Linked DNA regions of Mus musculus: regions 2, 3 and 4 are each linked to region 1. A link is a contact called in public promoter capture Hi-C data. All regions are on one chromosome and are shown on one strand. Each heading gives the region's core, a stretch centred on a gene start, on an enhancer-like site or on the middle of the called end of the contact. The rest is flanking DNA. Distances are from core to core; before and after follow the strand shown. Region 1 holds the start of Cyb5r2 (cytochrome b5 reductase 2). Region 2 holds the start of Cavin3 (caveolae associated 3). Region 3 holds the start of Dnhd1 (dynein heavy chain domain 1). Region 4 holds the start of Tpp1 (tripeptidyl peptidase I).

Evidence for each region. Promoter capture Hi-C pulls out the DNA fragments that hold promoters and counts their contacts.
Region 2: a contact with region 1 is called in a promoter capture Hi-C map of hippocampal neurons, with 4 times the contacts expected there. The contact joins the promoter of Cavin3 here to the promoter of Cyb5r2 in region 1. A contact is called at or near these places in 2 of 39 promoter capture datasets (frontonasal cranial neural crest and hippocampal neurons).
Region 3: a promoter capture Hi-C map of pre-B cells shows a contact between it and region 1, with 7 times the contacts expected there. The contact joins the promoter of Dnhd1 here to the promoter of Cyb5r2 in region 1. A contact is called at or near these places in 2 of 39 promoter capture datasets (liver and pre-B cells) and 1 of 115 datasets of contacts at active chromatin or transcription factors (astrocytes).
Region 4: a promoter capture Hi-C map of embryonic stem cells shows a contact between it and region 1, with 2.5 times the contacts expected there. The contact joins the promoter of Tpp1 here to the promoter of Cyb5r2 in region 1. A contact is called at or near these places in 4 of 39 promoter capture datasets (cranial neural crest, embryonic stem cells, liver and 1 more).

Annotation. Positions count from the first base shown.
Region 1 is chr7:107,756,318-107,759,725 of GRCm38.p6, forward strand. Cyb5r2 (cytochrome b5 reductase 2) reads right to left here and starts at 1,715. Exons shown (of 9, transcript NM_177216.4): 1 at 1,641-1,715; 2 at 868-994; 3 at 594-666. The coding sequence starts at 945.
Region 2 is chr7:105,480,570-105,483,977 of GRCm38.p6, forward strand. It overlaps Cavin3 (caveolae associated 3), which reads right to left and starts at 1,628. Exons shown (of 2, transcript NM_028444.1): 1 at 1,207-1,628; 2 at 47-650. The coding sequence starts at 1,590. The coding sequence ends at 252. It overlaps Gm36847 (a long non-coding RNA gene), which reads left to right and starts at 2,230. Exons shown (of 3, transcript XR_378395.4): 1 at 2,230-2,301.
Region 3 is chr7:105,649,042-105,652,449 of GRCm38.p6, forward strand. It overlaps Dnhd1 (dynein heavy chain domain 1), which reads left to right and starts at 1,735. Exons shown (of 44, transcript NM_001370803.1): 1 at 1,735-1,900; 2 at 2,031-2,230; 3 at 2,461-3,265. The coding sequence starts at 2,167. It also overlaps a transcript of Timm10b not described here.
Region 4 is chr7:105,750,559-105,753,966 of GRCm38.p6, forward strand. Tpp1 (tripeptidyl peptidase I) reads right to left here and starts at 1,677. Exons shown (of 13, transcript NM_009906.6): 1 at 1,613-1,677; 2 at 1,424-1,495; 3 at 1,032-1,171. The coding sequence starts at 1,629. It overlaps Dchs1 (dachsous cadherin related 1), which reads right to left. Exons shown (of 21, transcript NM_001162943.1): 21 at 2,431-3,408. The coding sequence ends at 2,900.

The DNA of each region.
Region 1 (3,408 bases), core at 465-2,964:
AGATGTTACTGATGAAACTAGAAGCGGGACAATTCAAGAGGTCAGCTGGGATTGGTTTCCACAGTGAGTCCCTCCTCAAGTGGGTCTCAGGACCCCTCAGATAATCCATCCAGTTAGGGCATTTGCACTGCTAGTGATTCCCATGTATATTGGGCCTTGACTGCAAGGGAACATCTGTTCTTGTCATCCCTGAACAACACAATGAAGTTTCTGAATTTTCATATCCATCATTCATTTTACCCTCACTATACCTGAAGTAGGCAGAAAAGCCTGGGAAATACTATAGATGGAAGAAGGTCAGAGATGGTGAGGGACTGGCCTTAAATTGCATGGACAGGAGCCATTAAGGAGATCTTAAACTTCCTGACTCTAAGCTTACGTCTTATCAGTGCTCCTCAAGCTATTACTATTGTGACAGTCCAAGTGGGACAATGGGGACACTGTCCTCAAGTCCAGCTGCCTATTCCCTCCATTCATGTGGTCCAGGGTTATATCAGTGTACCCTCCATATCCCACAAGAATGGGAATCCATTGCTAATAGGAGCCAAGTACTCAAACACTCAGACTTGGACATGTCACCAAGCACTGCTCACCGACAGGAAGCCCCAGGACATGGTCTGGTGAGGGCAGCCCAAAGCGGAACCTTCTGGTGTTGTGACTGATTTGCTGGTTAGAAAAAGAAGAAGAAGAAAGAGGTAGGCAGGTTCTGTTGACTCTCTAGGAGTTTTGCTTTGTGGTCCAGATCTTTAGAAAGGTGCTCCATTTGGTCCTGAGGTGACTGATCACCTCATATCCCCAGCTAGCATTCTCCCCCACCCCCACCCTCCCCTTTCACCTAACCAGAGGGAGGTTTAGGTGACCCACTACCTCCTTCTCAATCAAGGGCAGCGGGTACTTGGCTTCAGGGTCCTGTAAGGTGATAAGATCTTTCTTCTTGACACTCATTTTCTTCAGGGCTATGAGAATCGCAGTGGCCCCGGTGACAGGTTTGGTCCTGGCAGATACAGTGTGAAGACAGACCTCAGATTTCACCCATGCTGGGCTAGGCAGCTCTAAGCCTGGCTGATCTTATGTCTTACAGGACTAGCAGAGAGAAAGGTATTAATACAGAAGGCTCTCTCTGGGACCAGCGTGCAGAGGTTAGCTGCAGGTCCAAGAAGACCCCTGGACCAGGCTTGACACCTATCCCAGAGTGCTAGTGTCTCCAGGCCCTCATTGGTCATCTGCCTCCATCCTGGGGGGAATGACTGTGGGATCCTTACCAGCTAACAGCAAGGCTGGGGACAGAGCTCACCTCTCTAGAGACTTGCCACACTCACTTCGGATTCCGCTGGAGCAGTGGAGCAGTGAGTGGCTTGGGGACTCACTAGCACCTTCCTATGAGTAACTGAGGCAAACATATACCTGTAAGAGGCGTGGCCAACCTCCCTATAATAGCCCTCAACTCCACCCAGCTCCTCCCTCACTAGGCCAGTTTGTTCTCATCCCAACCTGTTGCAGAAAAGTCTGCAGCTTAGCCCTGAGGCCCACTGTCCCAACCAGCTGGGAAACCGCCCGTGAATCCTGCCTCGGCCACCGCCTGCGGCTGTTCGCCTAGCCCCGGGTTCCTTCCTGCCCCGCGCTTTCCCGGCAGAACTCACCTGGAGCGAGATGCCTGACTTATCCTCGAGATGAACAGTGCCTTTGATGGTGGGGATGATGAAACATCCGGCAGTGGCCGCTGAGGAGCTGACTCCTGCCCCATAGCGACGGATTCGAGCTTCTGTGTCACATGACTCTGGCACAGGACTAGCCTGGCGCTTCTGCAGCTGGCCGGGTGGGAATGGGGCTTATCTCCAAGATCCCTATGCAGGGATCCCTCTGCTTCTTGACTTTCCTGCGCATGTCAGCAGCCTTGAGGAAAATTCAGCCTCCCCAGCTTGTTAAGAGCCTGGCAAGATGAAGGAAGGGGTTGCTGTAAACTTGTTTACAATGCAAACTGAAGAAGAGTTGCAGCCTAGAGGAAGACTGCATATCTTATTTAACATGCTTCCTGAGCTGCTACCCTAGCCTCCCAGGACCAAGTGTTTGCAGGATTGGGGTGACTGCAGCCAGTCTTTAGTGGGAGACCGGACCGGACTCTCAGAGGCAGGATGAGAAGTTCAGATTATGAAGATTCTTCACAATGCATTTCAGAACCTTGGTTTCCTCTTCCACGCTTGCAAGTGGCAAAAGGAAAACTCATTTCATAGTGAGTTAAAGGTCAACTTTGGCAACTTAGTAAGACTAGCTTAAAGTTGAAAAGCAAACACACAAGCCGGGCGTGGTGGCGCACGCCTTTAATCCCAGCACTTGGGAGGCAGGGGCAGGCGAATTTCTGAGTTCAAGGCCAGCCTGGTCTACAAAGTGAGTTCCAGGACAGCCAGGGCTACACAGAGAAACCCTGTCTCGAAAAACCAAAAAAAACACAAACACCAGCCCAACAACAACAACAGCAGCAAAGGACTGAGATACAGGACATGGTTACCTTAGCTTGTGCGAGTCCCTGAGTTTTTAGTCTCTGGTATAGAGAGGGGGAAAGCCCAGATTGTAAAATGGTATTTCATGAAGGTATTTGCATCAAATCATTAGCTCCAACGAGAGACATGTACCCCCAACAGCAGGACTAGGAAGCCTCAGGTCCCCAGAACTGAAGTTAGAGGCAGTTGTCAGCTACCCAGTCTGGATGCTGGAAGCCAAATTCTACTTCTCTATAAGAGTGAGTTCTCTTAACTGCTGAGTCATTTTTCCAAGTCTTAAAATAATCTTTGCTATATAAATAGTTTCCCATTATTATAGATGAAATCAATTCACACAGTAATGAGATGAATATACTCCTTACTTTTACAAGAAGAACTAAATCTTGGCTGAATATTTGATTCCACACAAGGTAGTTGAGGAATCTTCAATGTTTTTCAGAGTTCATAGATTTTTTTAAATATATATATAATTGTTGATGCTGAAACTCAACATTTTGTACATACATAGGAAAAAAGACAGAAGTATGTTTAGGGCTTGTCAGAAGTTGCTTGAAATTCTGCCCCAATCTCAAGCAAAATTTCATATATATTATGAAATTCAAGTTGGTAGCTCAAACAGCAATTTTAAAAAACAAACCCTGTGACACAATCCAGCCCAGAAGAGATACCAGTGTGATATTTATGTGCTAAAGAATGATGGCAAAGAAATAATGTCTTTGTTTTTATCATTAAATAGTATATTTCTTTTTTCATCAATTTATTTATTCATTTTACATCCTGATATCAGCCTCCTCCCCCAACCCTCCTCTCACAGCTCCTTGCAGCATTTTCCCCCTCCTCTTCTTTTCTGAGGAGGTAGAGGATCCCCCTACCCCCAGAATCACCCCACCATGGCACACCTACAGGACTA
Region 2 (3,408 bases), core at 378-2,877, 2.3 Mb before region 1:
CGCATTGTCGCTCGCCCTTTCTCATTGAGTCTGGGTTAGAGAAAATTGCTTTTATTGGTGGTGAACCTAAATTAGGCTGAAAGCTCCTCTGTCAGAGGACACAGGGTTCAGACTGGAAAGCCAGGAAGGAAGCTTTGGAGCTGGGCAGTGGATGCAGGATTCTCTCCTTATTTGGATGTAAGTGCTGCACTCTATAAGTACTTATTTTGGGACAAGGCTTAAGCACCGAATGGGACAGGCAGCCCCAGGGATCAGGCTGCGCTCTCTATTTGAAGCACGGGTTTCTCAGGATCTTCCTTGGTAGGTTGAGGAGGTTCTGGCTCCAGGGCAGTCTCGAGCTCGGACTCCATTTCAGGCTGAGCTGCAGGCTGGCCTTCTGATGGGCCTTCAGAGCTCCGGACAGGCCCTACGCGTGGCGGCTTGACTGGTGTGGGCTGTGCTGCTTTACGACTGGAAAGAGCCCTTTTCAGGCTTTGAACTTTCTGTAAACCAGTGCGGCGCAGCCGCTGAGCCCTGGACTCCACTGGCTCCTCTTCAGAACTCTCTCCAACTTCATCCTCTGGCTGATCTGGGCCCAGCACCAACTGGTCCTCCGGACCCAAGAGCTCTGGGACTTTCTGGAAGGCGCGGGCTGGAATTTCAGTCTCCTCCTAAATGTGATGACACAGCTTTTGATTCTCTGATTTGACCCTGGCACTTAGCCAGGACCAGCCTGAAACTCTCTTGCCCGCCCGCCAAGGGAAGCTACTCCACCCTTTGCATCTGCACTAGGAATTGGGGCCAAAATAGAGGAATGGGAAGATGGGGGATGGGGAGGATGGAGGAGCAGAGAGATGAGCAAAGAGGGGGAAAGTGGACCTTGCAAGTTTGCAAAGTGGATGAAACCGTGTAGAGTGTAACAGCTGTATAGGCGCTTGGAGGAGGCAGAGTAACACCTAACAGTTAGTTCCATGTGGGTGCGACTGACCAAATCCGCAGACTGGCCTGAGTTAGGGAGGGCGTGGGTTGGCCAGGCTGGGAGTGAGAAAGGGATAAGGTCGCTGTTGTGAGAAAGTGGGTGCGGCTCTGAGAGTCTTCCACAAGTGAGGGCAGCACGCTGGGTCAGGAATGTGGAGATGCGGACGGGTGGGTGGCAGGAGTCCTTCCCTCGGTGGTAACCTAGAGGCGAGGGTTGGGGGCGGGAGAGGGATGCCTGAGGTCACTGACCTTGAAGAGCAGGACGTGCAGCTTCCCGCGCGCCACCAGCAGCCCGTGGTTGGCCTCCAACCGCTGCACCTGAGCAGCGCGACGCACGGCCCGCTCCTGGGCTGCGTCGGCGTGCGAGCCCACGCGCTCCGCCTTGGCCAGCAGCTGCGTCAGTGTGTTGCTGGTGGTGTCGTGGCTGCGACTCAGCGCACCCAGGCCACTCTGTATGCGACGCACGGAGCCCGCCAGGCCGCCCTGCCTCTCAGCCAGGCCGCCTTGCCGCTCCCGCAGAGCCTCCAGCATGGTGGCCAATTTCTCCAGCAAGGTCACCACGGTGACTGCGTGCACCGGACCCCCTGCGGGCGTCTCAGGCACAGGTCCGGGCTCCAGTGCGCTCTCCCCCATGATCTCTGACCACCGGGCCTGCTCTCCCTGAGACCGATGGCTGCGATCTGGGCTGGGGCTGCCTTTCCCCGCCTCCTCCCCTAGTTCAGGCCGTGACTCAGCCGGGCGGGAGTTGGCATCTTCCGCGGTGGGAAAAGGAGGAGGCCGAGCAAGGGGGCGGAATGTCCAAAGGGGGCTCTTTCGAAGGCTCCGCCCCGGGATCTGCGAGTAAGACAGTCCTGCCCAGAGGCACCTCTTTTCTGAGTTTGTGCTCCTTTTCCCCCATTTTCCTGGTGGGCTTCTTTCAGGCCTGTGTTCTTCACAGCAAAAGGCAAACCACTGAAAATTTCATTTATCTATCTAGTGATCAGAGAAGGGGGTGGGGGTGGAAGGCAGGGGTGTTAAAGGCATAGCCTAAGCCGTCAAAGCTGCTGAGCCCCAACGCTGGGCGGAGGCCTGTAAAGTTTGGAATGTTCTGCCTCAGACCCAAGACTGCCTAGGCCCAAGGCAGGGCTTTGTGTCTAGGCGGGCTGGGCGGGGCATCCTCTGATATTTTCCAGGTTTAGCCTCTGGCTTCGTTTATTGCTATTTCTTCCTACTGGACTGCGTTGTTCTTCTTTGGATTCCTGGAGGATAGCTCAGCCATGAGTTAGAATAAGTACTGGTTTGTCCGTTTTAATGGAGATTGGCTGTGGTTCCTGCGTAATGCCTTCAATCCCGTCTCCGAAATTGGTGAGTGTGAGGATTTGAAATGCTGCAGTAGCTAGATATGGTGATACATATTGAGGTAGGAAAATCACCAATTGGAGACCATGATGAACTACATAGTGAGTGTTAGAGTGGAAAATCACTACATAAAGGTTGATTCCTGAGTTCTGGTTGTGAAAACTTTGTTTTTATGTTAGAGTTTGATTTGCTCATCTTGGACCCGATATTAGCAGAGCCATCTGAGCCTGACAAAAGAACACAAAGAGTTTGAGCGGGGTTTCATGTCATTCAGGGAGGCCCTGAACTCACTGTTCAGCCAAGGATGGTCTTGAATGTCTGTTCTTGCTTCTGCCACCCAACGGCTGAGATAACAGTTGTGTGCCACCAAACCTACTTTATGCTGGTGCTGGAAATCGAACTCAGGCTCCTATGCACACTGGTCAACATCTTCAACGGAGCTACATCTTTGACCCTGTTTCTGTGTTTTTGAGATAGGGACTCATTGTGTAACCCAGGCCTCAAACTCAAAATCTTCCTGTCTCAGACACCTGAGTGTTGAAGTTATAGGTGTTCATTGACTGCCCCATTAGTTGGCTGAAAAGGCACAGCGTTAAGGATCAAACCCAAACCCTCAAACACGCTAGACAAGTATTCTGCCACTAAGCCATACCCCAGCCCAACAACTTGGAAATCTTTTAGATGTTTTTATTTATTTATGTATATGTGTGTGTGCATGAATGTGTGCACATGCATGTGCAAAGACCTATGGATATCAGAAGGTGTCAGATGCCCTCAAACTGTGGTTATTGGCCACTCTGAGGTATCCAATGTGGGTGCTAAAAATAGGATTCCTGTCCTATGTAAGAGCCTCAAGTACTCTTATTGGCTGAGCTATCTCTCCAGCTTAGACACACAATTGTCTTGGGTCGTCCAAAAGACTACATACATAAATAAGGTTGAGAAAAGCTTTAGTGACCAATTCTACCCAACCATACATCACTGTCTGGTCCGTTCTAGCTCTAGATGTTCAAAATGTGATGCCTATCACCAGTTCGTGGCTGGCGCTCTTAAAACCACAGTCAGGTTTAAATGAGCTTGGTTATACACCTGTAAATCTGGAACTAAGAATGG
Region 3 (3,408 bases), core at 485-2,984, 2.1 Mb before region 1:
GTCCCTCCATGTGCACTCTTTGGTTGGTGGTCAGTCCCTGGGAGCTCTGTGGGTAATGGTTGGTTCATATTGTTGTTCCTCCTATGGGGCTGCAAACCTCTTCAGCTTCTTGGGTCCTTTCTCTAGTTCCTCCATTGGGGACCCTGTGCTTAGTCCAGTGGTTGACTGAGAACATCCACCTCTGTATTTGTCAGGCACTGGTAGAGCCTCTCAGGAGACAGCTATATTAGGTTCCTGTCAGCAAGCACTTGTTGGCATCCACAATAATGTCTGGGTTTGATGACTATATGGGATGGATCCCCTGTTGGGTCATTCTCTGCTCCACAGTTTGTCTCTGTAACTCCAGGAGCTTACATTTTTTATCAGGGTAAATGGATAAGCAAATATGAGATAGCAATCAAAGTATGGGGTAAAATTAGTTTGGGGAAAAGAGGGTCTGGACCTGGGAGAGTGCTGACTTCTGGGAAATTAAAGGATTCACTATAAGGGGATGCATGCCTGAGCAGAAACTTGAAATAAAAATTTGAGAACAATGTGGAGAAAAGTGCTCACTCTTGTATACAATCCTTCCACCAGTGAGATGAACCATCAAGGTTATACCTTCTAATCTTTCCCAAACAGCCCCAGCAAGGGACCAAACATTCAGATATATGAACCTATGGGGTCATTCTCATTCAAACCACCACAACCTTTGCAAAAAAAAGATTAGATGTGAAAGTTTTATTTTTGCCTAGGTCAGGGCAAGTGAAGGAGTGACACAGGCAACTTCCAGGTTGTGCCCTTCATAAAGAGGTGTGATTTCTTCTCTTCTTCATCTCACTAGTTGTAATGGGCCTAGGCAGAGGAGGTGATGAACTAACTCTCTTGGATCCTGAAAGCAAAGACTATTTGCTTAGCCTTAGAGAAAGCAGAACACTCTAACCATGGTCCTGGGAATACTCAAGCTTGAATGTGACTCAAGTGAGAGCAAACACTAAACTTCTAGTTGGACACATACATATAATTCTTTCCTTCAGGAGGTTGAGGCAGGGGAGTCATGACTTCAAGGACAGCTTTCATTTCTAGACTGGAGACTAAACCCAGGGCTTTGAGCATATGAGGCAAGTGTTGGACCACTGAGCTATGCCTCTCACCTGTGAGATCTGTATCTCAGACTTAAAACTTGAAATATATGAAATCAAACACCCTACTCCCCCCTCCCCCAAGTCTACTCTTTTTACTGTCTGGCCTATCAAAATTTCCACTGATTAGAATAAAATCTATAACAGAGGTAGGTTGCTTTCTTCCTTTCTCTCTTTCTTTCTTTCTTTCTTTCTTTCTTTCTTTCTTTCTTTCTTTCTTTCTTTCTTTCTTTCTTTCATAACTAAACCACTCACTACTAGATGTGTAGCTTGTTGAGAGAGATACAAGATGTTTGTCTTACTCGGGTTTCTTGTTGGGACTTGAGGTGGGACAGTTGGATATGCTGTCAAGGGAGGGGAGGGAAAAATCAGTGAGCGAGTGAGTCCCTAGGATTACACTTGCTTCCTACGACCACGCCCCTAATGCTGTTAGTGCCCCCAAATCAATCTTGTCATTCAGTCTCCCGCTCAGCCAGATTCTTTTTGGGCCTTTGGGGTGTCAGGTTAAAAGCAGTATGCTAGTGTGGCCTGGGTCCCGGTCCCGCCCCCAGGCCCCTCCCACATGCCTGTTGAACTCTCCTTCTAGCTCCGATTTGAGGCTCGGGCCTCCAGGATTCTGTAACGGTTCTAACAGCTGGGAGCAGGTGGTGCAGCTGAGTCCTCTGCTCTGGCTCTGGGATCTGCTACCCTTGCCCTCAGTGGCTCAGCTCTTCCAGTGCCTAGGGAGGCCCCTCCCACTGGCGCACCGGGAGCTGTCTTCTGCCACGTCTTTCCGCTAGGTGTCCTAAACTGCTTCCCTACCCAGTAGCCGGCTTTGCACTCTGGACCTTCTCAGTCTGTGGTAAAGGCTTCAGGGGACGGGAGCTTTGCTGCCTTTGAGTGACAACCCTTTTGTGTTTCCTTTTCAAGGTGGTTGCCAGCCTCCACTCTGAAGTTTTCCTCATGTGAACACAGTTTTTCCAAAGATTTTGCAAGCGTGTATCGGTCTCTGTGTTAAGTGACTGGAACTGAGTCTAAGTTCATTCACGACAGGGAGCGCTCCGCAATGAAACCTCATTCACAGACCAGTCCCCCTTCCCTTCCCATGCCTTCTACATCCTGCAGGCCAGGTGAGACGAGGCCTTGGAGGGTGGGAAGGAGCTCCTGGGCAGGGAGGGCTCCCTCTTGGACTTGTGCTAGTCCTTGACAGTGAGTGGCTCAGTAAGGGCCCTCTACTGGTCTTCCTATGCTCTGCAACTCTATATCCACCTTGCTGTCCTAACCCTACTGGCACAGCCCAGAGCCAGAACTTCTACATGTCCCTCCCTCCCTCCCCCCCCCCCCCCGCTGGGTCCCACAGGTCAGACCCAGAAGCCAAAAGCCTGGAATTGGCATTTGGACCCCGAGCTGTGGGCAAGATCTGTTCGACAGCAATTGAATACCTGCCTCCACTTTATTCTGGAAGAGAAGAAAAACCCATGGTTTTATACCCTTCAGTCTGGGCTCGTTGGATGTAGCTGCAGCGGACAAGAACACTCTTGGGACTGTCAAATGAAACAGGAGGATCTCAAGGCAGTGGTTGAATCAGAGCAGCGGACACTGCTGAAGCTGCTGCTGTCTGAGCTTCAGTCTCTGTTCTCAGCTGTGATGCAGGATGGCAGTTGTGAAGCTTGGCGCTATCTGCATGCAGTACTGGGCCTGTTGCCTCCATACCGTGAGATGCTAGCTGGTCAACTCGAGTTGCTGCCCTTCCTGGAGCAGCTGTACTGCTGGGCACCCAAGGTCCAAGCCCGGCTAGAGCTGGACCTGCTAGATGCCATAGACAAGGCCTTTCCCCCAGACAGTTCTTTGTTACATAGTTCTTCCCATGTTGACTGTGGTCTATGGATGAAGAGGTTTCATCGAGGGCCTCCATGCTCAGCATGCCCTTTTGTGAAGGCCCAGTGGGACCGGCAACAAAAAAAGGAATTGGCCACGTGGCTCCGACCATTGACACTGCCTGAGCTACAGCACTGTCTGGGCATTGTTGGTGCTGAGGTGGCCCTAGAAGAGACCCCATGGCTGGACAGCCTTAGTCTTTTGCCCTTGGCACTGGCTACAGACATCCCTGTACAGTATGAAAGCAGTGATACTGAGCAGGCAGAAGGCGAACCTGCTGGGAGAAAGTGAGTGGCATGGTTTGGGGCTTTAAGTAGAAGAGATAAAATGAATTAGTTTAGGTGCCTGCAGGGCTACTGGCTTCTTGAGCCAGCTCCTCATGGCTCTTCAGGATTAGCCCACCTCTAAAGTGAGCTGGACTAGGCTGCAC
Region 4 (3,408 bases), core at 427-2,926, 2.0 Mb before region 1:
CAATATCCCATTTTAAGCTTATCTTCAAAAAGATTTCCCCAAACTTTTGGAGCCAGTTATACAGAACCTTCTAATTTAGCTCAGCTCTTCATCCTTGTTGATTTTAAACAACATAACGGTGAGTCATTCTTTCCTGCATATGAGGAGCTTCTTGGGTGCTCTAAGGATGCCCCCCCCTCCTCTCGCCTCCATTCTACACACACACACACACACACACACCCTTGCCTCACCATACAGGACTTTAAGCAGGGGAAGGATTCACTCCAGCCTGAGCACCATAGAGAATACTCTAGAATAGAGAAGGGACTGTTCTGGGGAGTGGGGTGAAGGAGAGGAAGCTTCAAACCAGTCCGGGTACTGGGCAGTAATCCAGAAAGAGAATAAACAACTGAGTTGGTAGCAAGAGGAATGGCCAGAGTGGATTAATCCAAAGACAATTTAGGACTTGAACTAGCAACAGAGGAGGGTGTGGCAGTGGCTATGAGAGTGGGGTAAGGTCCATGACTTGATCATGCACACACACTAAGTGCTAGTCCTCCATTTGAGAGCTGGTAGGGTAAGTGAACATTTCAATCTAGATCTGATTATGAATCATGTGTTCTTAAACACAGCTAGCTACCCCACACCCACCATCTTCCTGGCACTTGAACCTAGGGTTTTTCATATGCTCCGTAAGCACCCACCCTATCAATGAGCTAGCTAGGCCTCTAAAAAAAATTGGTTTTAATGTTGACAATATTGCTACACTGCCCAGGCATGCCTTGGATTCAAAATCGTCCTGTTTTAGTCCAAGTAGCTAGGATTATTACCTCATGCTACTAGGCTTAGATTTGTTCTTAGTTTTAAGACTGAAGAACTCAGGTGGAAATTTTGGTGTGTGTGTGTGTGTGTGTGTGTGTGTGTGTGTGTGTGTATGAATATGGCAGTTATTGTCATTTGTCTGTCATACCAGAAACATGGCCCTACATGATCTGCACCAGCCAGTGCCTGCCTGGTCCTGCCTCCCACTTCCTGCCCCAACTGATAGGCACCATATTGAGGAGAGCTAGGATCCGACACAGCCTGCACCAGCTCCGAGAGTCTTTCCAGGTTCCGCTGTTTCAGCGCAAAAGTGAGACTCAGCTCTTCCTCGGGATCCACGCGGCCCAGGGACACCCAGCCTGGAGGCAGCCTACAGGGTCAGGGACATGATTTGATTAGGCCATAACGAGAAATCCAGATCATGGAAAGTTTGGGATTAAGAACTGAGACTTTGGGTCGAATCCTAGATGCAGATAAGGATCATAGGAGATAAATGACCAGAGATTAAGCCGAGGGGGTGTCGAATAAGGCTACAGAGTGGGTACTAGGAGCAGTTGAGGATGAGGAAAGCTAGGACCAAGCGTCTGCAGAGACAGGCACCTGTAGTACTAAATCAACTCACATCCACCGCTGGTCCGGCTCAGGGTTGTAAGTGCATTTGCCGGCGATGACGAGAGCAAGGAGCCCTAGGAGGCTGCAGGGACAGCAGGTGGGTTTCATCAGGAGCCGAACCCTCATTGTACTCCTTCTACAACATGTAATCCCTCTAATGTAATCCCCCTTAGCTACCCTCCCCACCTCAGTTTCTCACCGGGCTTGGAGTCCCATTTTGGCTTTCAGGCTGATCTGTAGTCATGTGATAAGTCACATGAGCATGGTCTGGCACCTCCCCCATCTCCCTGCCTAGTAACTAGTGACGTTGCTGACTCCTCCCTCCCAAATGAGCTGTTCTGAATGCTGGGGCTGCTATTAGAATTCTATGCTGTGTTGAGCATCTAAGCCCAGGGCTCCTCTTCACCTGCTGCCCAAGTCTGTCTGTCTCTAAAGGAATCATAAAGGAGTGGGCTCTGAAGCCCCATAGGTATGGGCTGCTCCTGGCCGTACAATATTAGAAAAACAAGCTCTCAGAGCCTAGGTTTCTTCACTTAAAATTCAGTGACTGTTACGTAAAAGAAATGTGCCTCATACTTGGGAGTAAAAGTGGACATTGCAATAAAGCAAGCCTATGGAGCCAAGACTGACCTGGCAGACTCAACTAATGTGAGCTCTTATGAATGTGGACATTTCATGTTTCCAAGGTGTGTGTGTGTGGGGGGGGGGGGTTGGGGATTTCTTCACTTACCTACTCTTAATAATCACCATATCTTATTCCAGACCCTCAGGCTTAGGACCCTAGACTGCTTCCTACTCTGTCAGTCTCTGCAGGAAACCACTGCAGTTCAAGTCCTGACCATGTTAGAGGGGAAAGCAGCAGAGATCCCAAGGCTAGGCTTCTGAGCTCTCAGTGCCAACCCTACTCCTACATGTCCTGTTGTCCGCCCTCCCTCTGGGCCTCCTTGGCTACTGTGCCAGGTATCCACAGTGCTACGCCAGTGACTTCTGGTTACCCTGACAGAACAGAGCCAGAGGCTGGATACAAACTGCAGTTTATTAAGGCTCCAGAGTGAGAATTGGCACTTGTTCTGGGCAGGGGCAGGGATGTCAGAAGAACCCAAAAGAGCTGGGCCCAGATTGGAGGGACCTCCCCATCCCCCTAACCCCCAATAAATAAAGTCTCAGCTCCATCGCAGGGCGCTGGTGCAGGGCAGGAAGTCTTGGCTGAAGAGAACCCAAGGCTGTTGCCTCATTCTTATTTCTCTCCACACTGGATCTGGCCACAGGTCATGACCAACAGGCCCTCTGTGGTCCTAGTGCTGAAGGAACTGCAGAGAAATGTGGGACCTGTCCCAGCTATAAGAGTTTAAGGTGGAGAGCAGGGGACTGGTGGTGGCCTCCCCATAGTCAGTCATGGTCCGAGGCTGCCCAGGGCAGGCTGAGAATGGGGCCTGCTTTGGGGACACTGGACGTGTCCCAGGTCGGGGCCCAGTTAGGGCCACAGCTAGATGCGCAGCTCTGTGTCATCCGGAGGCTCCAGGCCAGACTCTGTACTGAGTGCTGAAGCTGAGGGGCCCTGGGCTACCCCGAATGGTGAGACAACGGGAGAGCGAGCAGCCAAAGGAGACAGTGAGGGTGAGAAGCTGGGGGACATGGCAGCTGAGGAGAGGGAGCCTTCATGGCTGATAGGGGAGCGGTGAGAGGCTGGTGGGAAGATGGCCCGGGCTACAGCTGTGCTTGCAGGCTTTGGGGGAACAGACTTGGCTCCTGGGTGTGCCACAGCAGTGATGAGGGGTGGTGGGTCAATACGGGGAGCTGGAGGACACGGACGAGCTTCATCCTTGAGCCGAGCAATCTCTGTGAAGACACTGGCCAGAGGCTGGAACTGAGGGCACCAGCTCAACAGGTAGTCCCAGTTATAGCTGCCACGGAGCTCTTCCTCACCAGCCACAATGGCCGTCAGTGCTCCAGCTACACACGGCTTCCCGTCTGCTGGGAAGCCATAGTCCCCAG